3 separate regions of the Mus musculus genome follow, and all the other regions are linked to region 2. A link is a contact called in public HiChIP or PLAC-seq data. All regions are on one chromosome and are shown on one strand. The core of a region is the stretch at or near the end of the contact, and the rest is flanking DNA. Distances in the headings are between cores, read along the strand shown.

Region 1 (4,057 bases), core at 833-3,332, 33 kb before region 2:
CCAGTCATCAAATTTCCCCACAGCCTCTGGGATTCTGTCCTCATGGTGGATGTCAGATGTCCTCCCTCCATACCACTCAGTTGTGTGTTTTCTTCCTGTTGTCTCATTTGGCTGCATTCTAGACAAGACTCATCCTTAATTCCAAGTTTACTTCACTGTTTTTATCTTTTAAAAGAAAGATGTGTTTTTATTTTATGTACATGCGTGTTTGGGTTCACCATGTGTATGCAGTGTCCATGAAGGACAAAAGAGGGTTCAGGATCTGCAGTTAAAGTGGTTGTGAGTTGCCGGCAGTGTGTATGCAGAGAACTGAACCCACATCCTTTGCAAGAGCAGCACCAGCATGTTCTCTTAACCTCTGAGTAACCTCTCCAGGCCCCTTAATGTCTTACCTTTGAATTTTTAAATGCAGCCTGACTAAGGGTTGTGGTAGCATTCTTAGCTCTGATTCCCTCAAGGTAGCATTTCCATGGCCCCTGGGCACTATCAAAAACTAAAAATGAGAATAGTAGGTGATACCATGTCACCTGCAGACTGTGTCCAAGGTTCATCCATTCCTTAGCATGCTCTGTTTGGTCCAGCTTGTAAGCTGTGCTTGGTTGCAATGCTGTTCCATCCCCTTGAAGATGGAACAATATCTGATTGAGCCTCTTTGGGGGAAAACTGGGTTGTGAGTGGTAAGAGGACCTTGGATTTGAGTCACCTGCTGTTTCCAGGTGATGTGCATTTTGTAGAAGAGCTGTATAAGTGTTGATGTCCCACTCTGGCTCTGAGCTTTTTCTCGAATGCTGGGATTTTTAGCTGTCATGGGCTTACAGCTGGCTTACAGTCTCAGACTGCTTGGAACCAAATGTTTATATTCCAAATACACTGTAAGACAGTGGGACAAAGGTCAGGTCACTGGCCTGAAAGAGTATCTGCTCCTCTGTTCCAGGAAGTTTCCTGAATCAAGGGGACTTGGGATGGCAGTGGCCTGAAAAGACTGTTCTTATGAGGAAACCTTACTAGAGCCATCAAGCATCCAGGGAATAGGACACTGGAGGACAGATCAAACCTCCTGCTAACTCCCAGTTACATCCTGGTTCTCAGACAGTAACCACATTGTGGCAGCTGTGTGAGTGACTTATGACACTATCTAATAGTCTCTAAGGTTCAGAAACAGTAAATGGCTTCCTGCCAGAACATACACAGTCCTTCATGGGATGGGCCAGTTCATTGTGCTGTTATGCTGATGACATCTCTAAGGTCCAGGTACAGTAAATGGCTCCCTTCCAGAAGCAATACTGTTTTCCATATGGTTTAAAGAGGACCAGGTAGCAAGCAGGGACCTTGTGCTGATTCTAAACACAGCCTCAGGTGGGAACAGCTAAGGTGACAAGCTGGAGGGCAACAGAGATGCAATGAAAGGCCACCTTTCTTTTCAGTTTAAGGACAGGAAAAGTCTTGTCTTAATACTGACATTTGAAAAATATTGTCAGAGATCCAGAACAACACTCTGGGAGAAGAAGGCAAGAGAGCTATGTGCAGCCCAAACAGAGAGCACTTGCCCAGCATTAGCACTTGCCCAGCATGATCTAGCCCGCATCCCCAGCACTTTTAGACAAAAGTATGGAAGCAGGGCTGGAGAGTTGGCTCAGCAGTTAAGAGCATTATTGGTTGCTCTTCCAGAGGTCCAGAGTTCAATTCCCAGCAACCGCATGGTGGTTCACAACCACCTGTAGTAAGATCTGATGCCCTCTTCTGGCATGTAGGTGTACATGCAGATAGACCACATATACATAAAATAAGTCATTAAAATATTTTTTAAAATGTAGGAAAGAAAGGAAATGGGGAGTGGAGGAGGTGGAGAGAGGGAGAAGACGACAGAGGTTGAACAGATAAGTGGATAGGTAGGCTGAAGTGCCCCGTATGGAAAAAATGAACACTAGAAGAGGGTTCTGTACTGACTCAGAAATTTGGGGATGTCGGGAAATCCAGGTGGCTTATTTTCCAGCTGTTGGAGATGGGGACACATGAGAGAAGGTGGGGTAACAGCCAAGGGACAAGCCAGGAAGTATGCCCTGCACTAAAGAGCCTCCAGTTGTTTGAAAAGAAAGCTGTAATTAAAAAAAAATCAATAAAGACTTAGAAACAAGGAAACAGCCAGGCCTTTGGGAGGGTCCCTTTGTTCTATGTTCCCGGAACAAGTGCCTCACTGCTTGCCAGACACCACAAGAAACAAGAAGTTTCATTAAACATGGTGGAGCACAGAAGGTAGAATACAGGCGTCTCAGACAGGGCAGTCTTTCCCTTCCATCTGGAAACTGGTCCTAAGGGAAATCTGTCACTGAGGAAGTCAAGTGACAGGGCCACACTTTATTGCAGGGCCAACCTCATAGCTTCTCCCTACCTGGTATGCTTAAAACTGTCATATCCAGGCTACTAAGATGCAAATGTTTCAGGTCTTCCCAAAGGATATAATTCCTAAGCTCAAAGTCCACATCAGATAGGAAGAAAAAAGACTGAAGTCGCTTTCTTTGTTGTGGTTATTTTTTGTTTGTTTAGTTGGTTTTAATTTTTTTTTTTAATTTTTGCTTTTGCTTTTCCTGTCCCTGGAAACATGAGGCCAGAAGGATATTCAAAGTGGAGGGACAAGACTTGGCACTATCCCCACCCTCCCACCATTTCCTGACCTCATGTCTTTGAGTATGGAGGTAGATGAGGTAGATATACCTTCAGTCAGTCTGTGTAGAATCCTCTCCAGACTCCACCCAGCTCTTGGGCTGCCTGGGGCATCCCTGGAGAATCTTGGGCCCATATCTTTCATTTCCCTACCTCAGTGAAATATGCCAGTTACCTGTCAGACCTGCCACCCCAGATCCTTCTTTGCTGTGGCCCCTCTGTTTCCCCTAACCCCTTCACAAGTGTGTCCCTCTCTCCAATTCCCAAAGGTCTTTCCTACATTTCCTGCCAAATATTTCTTGATAGCATATGGTATCTGCAACTCCTCTATAACCATCCTCTTGTTCTTTCTCTCCCCATGCGTATCTTCTTCTTCCTTCCCCTCCTCCCCCATCCTTTCCTTTTTTTTCTTTTCTTCCTCACCTTTGGGTCTTGTCCTCTAGGACCCACTTGGGATCATGGAGATTTCTAGACTGTAAAAAAGTCAGGAAGTTTACCTTCCTCTAGAACCCCACCCTCTTCCACCAACTGTTGTCCCTGCTACCCATCAGGGGCTTTGAAACCTTGAAGATTTCCCAACCTTCTTGCTTTAGAAATAGGCAAAAATAAAGGGCCAGTGACCACTTCCCAAGTTCACCTTCAGGGCCCTGACATGAGGTCTAGGTTTAAATAGAAGGCAAATTTAAGCAGGTCTGGTCAAGGTGTAGTCCTGCCCTTCCCTGACCCATCTAGGTCACAAATCCGTCTCCAGTCTCTTCTCCCCTGCAGTCATTGTGCCCATTGTCAGCACTAGAAGAGAATTCTTCCTGGCAGACAAGTTCTTCTCTTTTTCTTCTCCCAGTACTACACTGGGGAAATCTCAATTCCTTAGGGTCCCATCACAACATTCTTAGAATAGAAATGAGGGGAACTAGGGTCTTTGTGTGAAATGTCTTTACTTCTGCCAGGATCAGCCTAGGTGATGGCCATGCTAGAGAACACTGGGCCACTTGTGCAGAGCAGGGTGGGCTCCTTCACAAGGGCTATTGCTGAAACAATAGGCTAGGTTGTCACTCACCTACCTGCTGGTGACCTAGAGAGACAGAGGGTTCTGAAACAATATCTTGATGAACAGAGGTTTATGGGACACCTCTTTTATTCTTTTGAGCAGGTGTTTACTTTGTTATAATTTGTATTTTTTAAAGGTGTGTGTGTGTATGTGTGTGTGTGTGTGTGTGTGTGTGTGTGTGTGTGTAAAAACCCTAATGCTTTGTCAGCATTACATGTCAAACAAAATGCAATGTACTTTGTTTATCCTGTGCTTGATGGCTCCAGCTACGGCCCACAGTGACTGTAAGCCCTGCTGAGGTGACTGGCCTAACAGAACTTCCATCTGTATATTCTAGAGGATGAAGTG
Region 2 (4,137 bases), core at 1,382-3,881:
AATGGTGTAGCCTACAGCAGCCTGTTGTTGTTGTTATTAGTAGTTGTTTGTGTTTGTGTGTTGTAGTGTTCATGTGAAGGTCAGAGGACAACTTTCAGGAGTCAGGTCTCTCCTTCCACAATGTGGCTTCCAGGAATCAAGGCCCAGGTCTCGGTCTTGGCAACAAGCGCTCAGCCCAAGTTCTTCTCAGAGACTTCCACTCAGTTGAAACCAGGGGTCTTGCTTGACTTTGCCATTGGAAAGACTTTCAGGATGAGCCAATACAAAGTAAAGTTGGAGTTTTTTATAAGAGACCTTTTTAGGGCTGGGGATGTAGTGCAGGTGATAAGGGAGGCTGCTTACCTAACGTGTATGTAAATGAAGCTCTGGAACCTTCAACATCACATTATAAAAGGGTAAGGTGGAGGTACATACCTAGAACACCTGTAAGGAGGTACAGGAAGGAAGATAAGAAGGTCAAGGTCACGGCCAGGCATGGTAGCCCATGCCTTTAATCCCAGCACTAGAGAGGCAGAAACAGGTAGACCTCTGAGTTTGAGGCCAGCCTGGCCTACAGAGTGAGTTCATCAGCTTTGGTTGTGTGAGACCCTAACTGAGGCACAGGGGTTAAGGATGACGGAAGGGAGCACACTTAGGGAAAAGGACAATAAAACACTCAAGAATGGGTGTGGCTTCTTGGAGAGAGTCAAGCTTAAGAGCTTTTACAACAGTCATAATAGACAATATTAGTGACTTCTGGAGTTACACCTCAAAGGGCTGTTAAGGAAGTTCAGTGACATTAGTTGGCTTCTGAGGTGCCTATGGATTGCAGCTCATATGGTAAAACTCTTGGTCACAGGTTGCACAGAAGTCAAGATATTTTAACAAGAAAACTAAAGTTTATAGTCTTGTTTGTGAGGTTACCAGAAAAGGGGGTGAAAAAAAGATCAGGTTTACATCTGGGAAAGAAATAAGGCAACCTCACAAGTTCAGACCCTAATCATGATCCGTTGCTATTTTCACATTCTTATTTGAAACACCTTCCTATCAAAAAACCATCAGCTACACAGGCATATCCACAGATGACTGTCAAGTGTGTGGCATTCTTGACTGGCTGGAGAGAGATTTCAATCCACTGTACCCCAAAGGAAGGGGCTTCTTTGCCTTCTATTGTCTCTTTATCCTGCCTCAAGTTCACCAGGTCTAGGGCTGATCTCTTCCAGATATAACTTTACAAACATGCATGTTAAGCACCTTTCCAGACAGGACCGATGAAGAGTGGGAGGGGAAAAGAGTCTCGGGGAAGACAGGAAAGGCTCGCAGGGTGAGCAGCCATGGTGCGCTAGCACATTCCTAATGTTCTTCTTCTGCCTCTATTTTGAGTTAAAACAACTTGTGTTGACTTGTGTGTCGTGTGGATGCAACGAGAGTTTTAGGGCAACAATACTTCATAAGTGCCTGTTACTAAAGTGGGAAAATGCTCTTGAATCATGGGTAATCTATTCTTTTAAAATGACACAACAGCTCTCCAGAAGAAAGATCATTTTAATTCATGTGGGCATGGAGAGAGGCCCTGCAAAACTCCATAAAATTCTCCACTTCGAATGCCCTTCTTGCTCTGAACACCTTTGACCCCAGCACGTGGGAGGCAGAGGTAGGCCAGTCTGGTCTACAGAGTAGATTCCAGGACAGCCAGGGCTACACAGTAAAACCTTGTCTCAAAATAGAAAAACTGATCCGAGACTGTGAAATTGTCCAAGGACCTAGGCTTATCACTCCACCAGATGATAAAGAGAAAAAGTGATTTACTTCTTCGGTAGATTGTGAAGGTAAACTATGGGGGTCCATGGGAGCAAACGGGGAGGGGCTAGAGGGGAAAACCTGGGGAGATAAATAAAAGTTCCTATCAAGCAGCATATTCCCGGTGCAGACACCTTTACAAAGAGGACTTTTTTTACTTTTTCTTTTTTTCTTCTAGTTTTGTTATTCTGTTTTTGTAGTTGCAGCTGCCCCAGACAACAGGCGCAGCTTTAATAGAAAAATCATCAGCTCGGTGCTCGCTGGCAGAGAGAGCGCTGCTTGGGACGACTACTCTGGTCTCTTAGAGCCTTATTTAGGCCGGATGTCTCCGGAGTCTGTCAAGTAGCAGAAGACCAGGTCTGCTGTAGACTGCAGTTTCTTTGTCCTCTGACTTCTGCCCGATCCTCTGTACAAGTAACACCTCAGTCTTTGGGAGCTGGAGGCTGGGAATGGGGACTTCTGACCCAAGGGATTTTCTTCAATAGGAAAGCCTGTGCTCACAGGGGAGGGCCCAGGAGCTGAAACACCTACGCTTAAAAGATGTGCCCTGTTGGTGTCCACAGCTCAGACAGAGCCTGTCGGAGTTGGGAATGTAGCCACTCCCAGACTTTCAAGGGACCAGGTTAGCGCTCCCTTGGGGCTTCCTACTTCTTTAATAGTGCAGTCCAAAGACCCGTCGCAGCAGGACCCTGGAGTTCCCATGGGTCTGGGCCTCAAGGGTCCGCTGGTCCGGAGGCGGGTCGCTGCTAGGGGAATGCCTAGAGTCCAGTTTGATCTCTCGGTGCTAGGGGAGGAGCGCTCCCTGGGCTTCCCTCGGGGAAACTCCTCCTCCTCCTCCTCCCTCCTGGACAGCCTTTCCTGGCCGTTCCCTCCTTCTGGCCGAGGTGCCTGCGTTTAGGGGTGTCACCCTGGCTCCCGGGACGCCGCCTCCGGAGATTTAAGCGAGAACTGGAGTAGGTCGTGTACTTGGAGCGGACGAGGAAGCCAAGAGCTCGGACAGAGGCGGAGAGGGGCGGGAAGCGCAACAGGTGAGTAGCGCGCCTGACAAGCTCCGGTCCCGGCACAGAAAAGGAAATGGGGTGACCTGGGTCCGTCCGGCGGTGCCGGGCCTGGGCGTCTAGGGTACAAGTGAGTTAGGAGAGGCCAAGGCACTACAGGTGCGACCGTCTGACTGATTCGCCCGAGTGTACGTCCTGGGGACTGGGAAGGGGTCCCGACGACCCCGATTCCGTGACGCGCGGCAGAGATCCCAGATCAACTCTATAGATTCGAGCGGCTTGGCTTGTGGTCTTGCGGATCCCTGACTAATAGCTTGGAGAAGAGAGTTCCTGGGGGCCGGGGTCCTTCAGTGGAGCAAGCCCTTGGCTCGCGTCACGTGCTGATATCCTTTCCTAGAGCGCAGAGCTAGAGGTTTGTCCGCAGTTCTCTTTGTTTCGGGAAAATCTCGGCAGTCGGGCTGGTTACCTGAACTCCTTCCGCTCCTTGGTCTCTACAGAGGTGGAGAGAAACTGAAAACTGGCTAAGATGCCAAGGGCCGATACAGGCGGCGCTGCTGGGCCCTGGGGACCTTGGCAAGACGGGAATTGTCCGTCACCTGTGGGAAGGGAGTGCTCAGCCATCGCGTGCGGTGACCCGAGGCGACGGTGCGGGCCCGCCTTGGCTTTGAGAATTCACTGGAATGGGCCTTGGAGGAGCTGGTCCTGGGGCAGCAGGCCGGGCTGCCAAGGGCGAGCTGTCTACTGGGAAAAAGGGTGACCACCTGGGCATTTAATTGGGACTTGGGGCAGTGGCAGGGTGACCCAACGTACTAGGCTGGCAGAGGACGCGGTGTGCGAGTCCAGTTGAAGAGATTAACTGTCCCATGGTCTGAAAGTTTTGTGTGTCCATGCCCCAGAGGATGTGGGTGGCTTGTGGCTGGGCTTTTGGTTGCTAGGAGCCCAGGTACCTTCACAATGGCCCCTAATTCAGTTCAGAGCATGCAAAGGACTCTAGTAGCTTATTTAAGGGAGAAGAACACCTTAAATGTACTAAGAAAGCAGGGATCCCCACAAGGTTGGGCTTGCAGACCTTTTATGCAAATGCTTACCTTAGTCCTGGGGCTAAGATAAGCCATCTAGAATTGGCTCCTTCAACACTCAGTGGGCAAGAGCCAGGCATTGTGGAAAGTTCCAAAGGGCAGGCCACTTGCAAGGTGTAAAATCCAAAGTGAGGTGGGGGTTGTTTACCTGGTTTGGGAGGAGGGGAGAGATTCTCCTGCTGGTGAGGGTAAGGACAGCTTCCTTCCTGGTAGGAAGGCTAGGGGTAGGGGCTGGGCAGTTTCATGAGGACACAGGGACCGAAAGATCCCAGGCTACTAAG
Region 3 (3,955 bases), core at 35-2,534, 55 kb before region 2:
GACAGAGGATAGAATGTAGGCCAGAGGGAGAGAATACATAAGGTTTGCTGACTAAATACATCCTGTATGGACAGGTAGGCACCTCAGAGAGCATAAGGAGGGATTGAGTGTGGCCAGAATGGACATTCACTGTGGATTTGTCTGAAGAACGGGGGAACCAAAGTGGGTTGAGCTACTAGATAAATGTGAATTTTCTCAGTCATTGACAGGGCATGTGGGCAGCTGGGTAGCAGTCTCAAGTGATGACAAGGAAGGCCTGCTTTGTTGGAGTCTGGAGATGAAGGAGGCAGCATTTGAGAACCGGCAATGCTCCCCTCTATATGGCCATGAATGGGACCCGGGAATGAAACCTTAGCTGGGCAGGTGCCAAATCTGTTCCAAGAGCCTGATGGTCACCTGCAGCAAGAAGAGGGCAAGGAACAACCACGGGAGTGTGTGTGTGTGTGTGGGGGGGGGGCAGGGCTCAGTTCCTGCGATGCAATGTGAGGTGCTGTCTGGATCCTTACAGGAAATGTTCAGTAGACACAGAGTTCAGGAGTGAGGTCTGGGTAGGACAGAAGCTGCAAGTTCGCTTCTTCTAGGTGACTAAATATGGCCTCTGCTTCCAGCCTCCACCTCCTTGATGTCAGTCGTGGCTGGTCACACCATCAAGTTCACTTTAAGTTCCCTTCTCTTCCTTTCTCTGCTCCTGCAGGGGCCTGCAATGCTGGTGCTAGCTCAATAAAAGCTGTAGGCATCCACCTTCCACTACACAGCTGTGTTTTCTTACAGTGGTGGAGGTGGGAAGCCTGAGACCAAAGGTGGCTTTGCCTCCTGTCCCTTTCTCACCTCTGTATTGCTTGTGGTGTCCTTGGCTTGGAGTAATATCATCCTAGTCTCCGCTTATATCTGCACATAGCCTCCTCCATGATTTCTGTCTCGTAGGACCTGCCTCACTTCTGCCTGACCTCATCTAATATCAACTGACTCCTTCCTATTTCCAAACGAGGTCACCTCCACAGGCACAGGGATTTAGGACTTCAACTGTAAGCCTGAACTGTAGGACAAGAGCAGTAACTACCCCTCTGCCTCTGTGTAGACATTTACTGGATCAAGAATGTTTCTGCAGGGAAAGGTAAGTCATTCCTGAGAACCCAGCCTTGGACTGCTCAGGGGGATAGCTGTCTTCCTTTACCAGAGATAGCAAAAAACCCCAGGTCTCTCTACACATACACTGTGGGACCTAGGCTGCTTGCTTTGGCTCAGCACTGCTAGTTCACCAAGGAGTCTGCTGCTGTCTGGCCTGGGGCCACCATTCCACACTGGGGAGGGACTGAGCTGGGTGCACAGGAGTAGGGTGGGGTAGGGTGTGGTGTGGTGTGGTATGTCTCCGCAGAGGTCATGAACCCAACTCAACCTTTTAGCTGTGAACCTTTTAATAACCCTGCAGCCTCAACTGTAAGAAGGGGCCATTTGACACTCTTCTCCAGGGCCATAGAGGGTTAAGTGACACTGGTCTGGTACTCAAGAAGAAACACACAACTTTATGTTATTCTTGGCTTGGCTTTGGTCCTCATTTGCAACTTTAGTAGCATCACCTTTGGGATTCTTTCCAGGTTTTTGCAGCTACTTGTCACCTGCCTAAGCAGTTATTCAGCCTCTCTGAACCAAAACACACAGTTTGCCTTGAATTCCCAGGGAGTTCCCCAGGGAGCACCCCAGTCCCCAATGCACAGGGTAGACAGGGGTGCCTGGACAATGTCATGATGTCCCCTTCTGGGTTCAATGGATGAGCTTTGCTGTCAATACTTCTGAGTATGAAATTAGCATGTCATTGCATCACTACCAAAAGAGTCTAGACTTTTCCTTTCAGGTATCAGGACCATGGTAGGAAGAGAGGAAGGAGAAAGATGGCTTAAGCTACCTGGTTAGGGAGCTTAGGGAAGATTGTGAATACTGGACCAGGTATTCACTTCCTCTGCCACTTCAGTCCCCAGGTAAGGTCTGAAAGCCCCATGCCAGGGGCTGGCACCCCAGTGAGCTGCTTTAGGAAAGGGCAGATGTTCCCATCTCCAAACCACTATCAGCGCCAGAACTTACTGGCTTGGGGGCTGTCGGTCATCGTGTTTCATCACAATAGTAATCCTAAGAAAAGTCTTCTTACATGGATTATTTCATGGACCACAGGGTTCTTTCTATTTTAAAGCAAATGTGTAACACATCTCCATACTCCATGGTCTTCAAGGATGAGATAGAAGTCTTTGAAGACATTTTAAACCTTGAGGAGGCAGCTCAGGAACACAGATGCTGAGTGTGTGACCGGCTTCAGGTAGTGCTTGCTCCAGTAGCAGAGTGCTGCAGGTAAGTCTGCTTGGTATAGTGGCCAGCACTCTGCTCAGATCCAGAGATACCCAGTGGATGACTAAGGCAGAGCTGAGGTATAAACCCGGAAACACTCCTTATGCTTGTTTTCTCTGTTTATTTGTCAGATGTTCAGATAGCTACCATAACCCATGCCCTAAAGGCTTGCCTGGTCTCATACCAGCTGGATAAGATGAAATGCCAAACCTACAACCTAGCTGCCAGCACCAAGCCCTCATATGCTGGCTCACCCATACAGGGAGACTATAGCTCCATCTTTGCTCAGCTCCTCTTCTTGCCCAAGATCCTGTCTATTATGTCAGATGGAACATACCCTACGTAGCTGTCTTTTTATGGATGGAGCAAGGAGACAAGCCATACAGAAGCAGTGCAGCCTGGCTCAATTAACTGGAGTGAGAGATTCATAGAAACTGACCATTGTAGGCTCCAGGCACTAGCCATCCAGAGGGACCTGGTCCATACATTGATGAACTCTTGAGACGCTGTGCCTGGATCTAGCTCTTTAGGTGCTGAGTGTGGGGAAGGTCCATGGGACACAGGTATTCGGGCATTGAGTGTGGGGAAGTCTCATAGAACCTAGCTCTCTAAGTGCTTAGTGTGGGGAGGTCCCATGAGATCAAGCTCTTCAAGGGAGGTTGGGATGGTCCTGTGGAGAGCTCCTTGGGGGAATAGATCTCTGAGATGTAGCTCTTTGAAGACTTGGCCAATTTGATGTTTCAGGGACAAACACCAGCTCTGCTCATGTGTCCAGATCACCTTCATATCCAGCTTTGTGTGGCTGCCAGGTCACAGAGTAGGTACCAGCCCCTCAGTGCCCTGTACCCCTGGCACTGTGACCCAGTGGAACACATGCCTCTGAAGAGGACCAGATCCTGCCTTTGCTTCAGAGGCTATGTATGTTTTACTTCCACCTACCCATAGAGATCCAGAGGGCCTATGATAGGCTCTGTATGTGTTAGCTACAGCTGTGTAACAGATTACCCCAGTCAAGTGGCTCTAAACATCAGTTACCTACGTTTCTGTGAGTTTAGGATCCCTTCAGATAGGCTAGATTCTTCAGGGTATCACAGCTACCTGGGCCAGTTCTTTGCAAGTCCCCTTGATAGATTTTATATTGCTGGCTTCAGCTCCCTACTGTCTTCTGGCCAGAGTTCTTCCCCACCTAGGCCTCTCTTCCTCTGCAGTTCTTCTTGGAAGTATGAACAGGAGAAGGCTATGAAGTATGAAGTATGAACAGAGTGAGTCCCATAGAATGGAAGGTGGCAGAGGTGATCTTCCACTCTTCCCTGATGCTTGCTGCCTTTGTCAGGGCTAGCTCCCATAAGGACACTGACACAGGGAACCAGCAAGACAGGAGAGTGTATGTGATTTCCCTCTAGCTGTGGTGACAATGACTAGACTAGACAGCCTGTGCTATACTAGTCTGTTACTACAACAAATATCGGCTACAGTTAACTTACAAAGAAGAAAGCCTTATTAAGACTCACAGTTTTCAAGTTTCAGTTCATGGTCAGTGGGTCCTCATTCTTTGGGTCTGAGGTGAGGCAGGGGATCATGGAGGAAGCATGAGGTATGGAACTGCTTACCTCATGGC

Evidence for each region. HiChIP or PLAC-seq counts read pairs in DNA pulled down with a chosen protein or histone mark.
Region 1: an HNF4G HiChIP or PLAC-seq map of pancreatic cancer cells shows a contact between it and region 2. The contact joins the enhancer-like site here to the promoter of Tmprss2 in region 2. A contact is called at or near these places in 7 of 484 Hi-C or Micro-C datasets (the AML12 cell line, liver, trophectoderm and 1 more), 7 of 115 datasets of contacts at active chromatin or transcription factors (embryonic stem cells, extraembryonic endoderm stem cells, intestinal villus epithelium and 3 more) and 2 of 9 other capture datasets (adipose tissue and liver).
Region 3: a contact with region 2 is called in an HNF4G HiChIP or PLAC-seq map of pancreatic cancer cells. The contact joins the enhancer-like site here to the promoter of Tmprss2 in region 2. A contact is called at or near these places in 1 of 39 promoter capture datasets (trophoblast stem cells), 16 of 484 Hi-C or Micro-C datasets (the AML12 cell line, colorectal tumor organoids, embryonic stem cells and 7 more), 6 of 115 datasets of contacts at active chromatin or transcription factors (embryonic stem cells, extraembryonic endoderm stem cells, intestinal crypt epithelium and 3 more) and 2 of 9 other capture datasets (adipose tissue and liver).

Annotation. Positions count from the first base shown.
Region 1 is chr16:97,641,991-97,646,047 of GRCm38.p6, reverse strand. It overlaps a transcript of Tmprss2 not described here. Among named protein-coding and RNA genes, the nearest start is that of Gm41512, 27 kb to the left of the region's middle. Within about 2 kb of position 2,082, at least 18 of the 459 cell types and tissues checked have an H3K27ac peak or open chromatin away from gene starts, as enhancers often do. A contact at or near this core is called in intestinal villus epithelium, pancreatic cancer cells and uterus, where this site is marked.
Region 2 is chr16:97,609,689-97,613,825 of GRCm38.p6, reverse strand. Tmprss2 (transmembrane protease, serine 2) reads left to right here and starts at 2,631. Exons shown (of 14, transcript NM_015775.2): 1 at 2,631-2,807.
Region 3 is chr16:97,663,075-97,667,029 of GRCm38.p6, reverse strand. Gm41512 (a long non-coding RNA gene) reads left to right here. Exons shown (of 3, transcript XR_876311.2): 2 at 1-74; 3 at 925-3,955. Among named protein-coding and RNA genes, the nearest start is that of Gm41512, 5.7 kb to the left of the region's middle. Within about 2 kb of position 1,284, at least 46 of the 459 cell types and tissues checked have an H3K27ac peak or open chromatin away from gene starts, as enhancers often do. A contact at or near this core is called in colorectal tumor organoids, extraembryonic endoderm stem cells, intestinal crypt epithelium and 4 more, where this site is marked.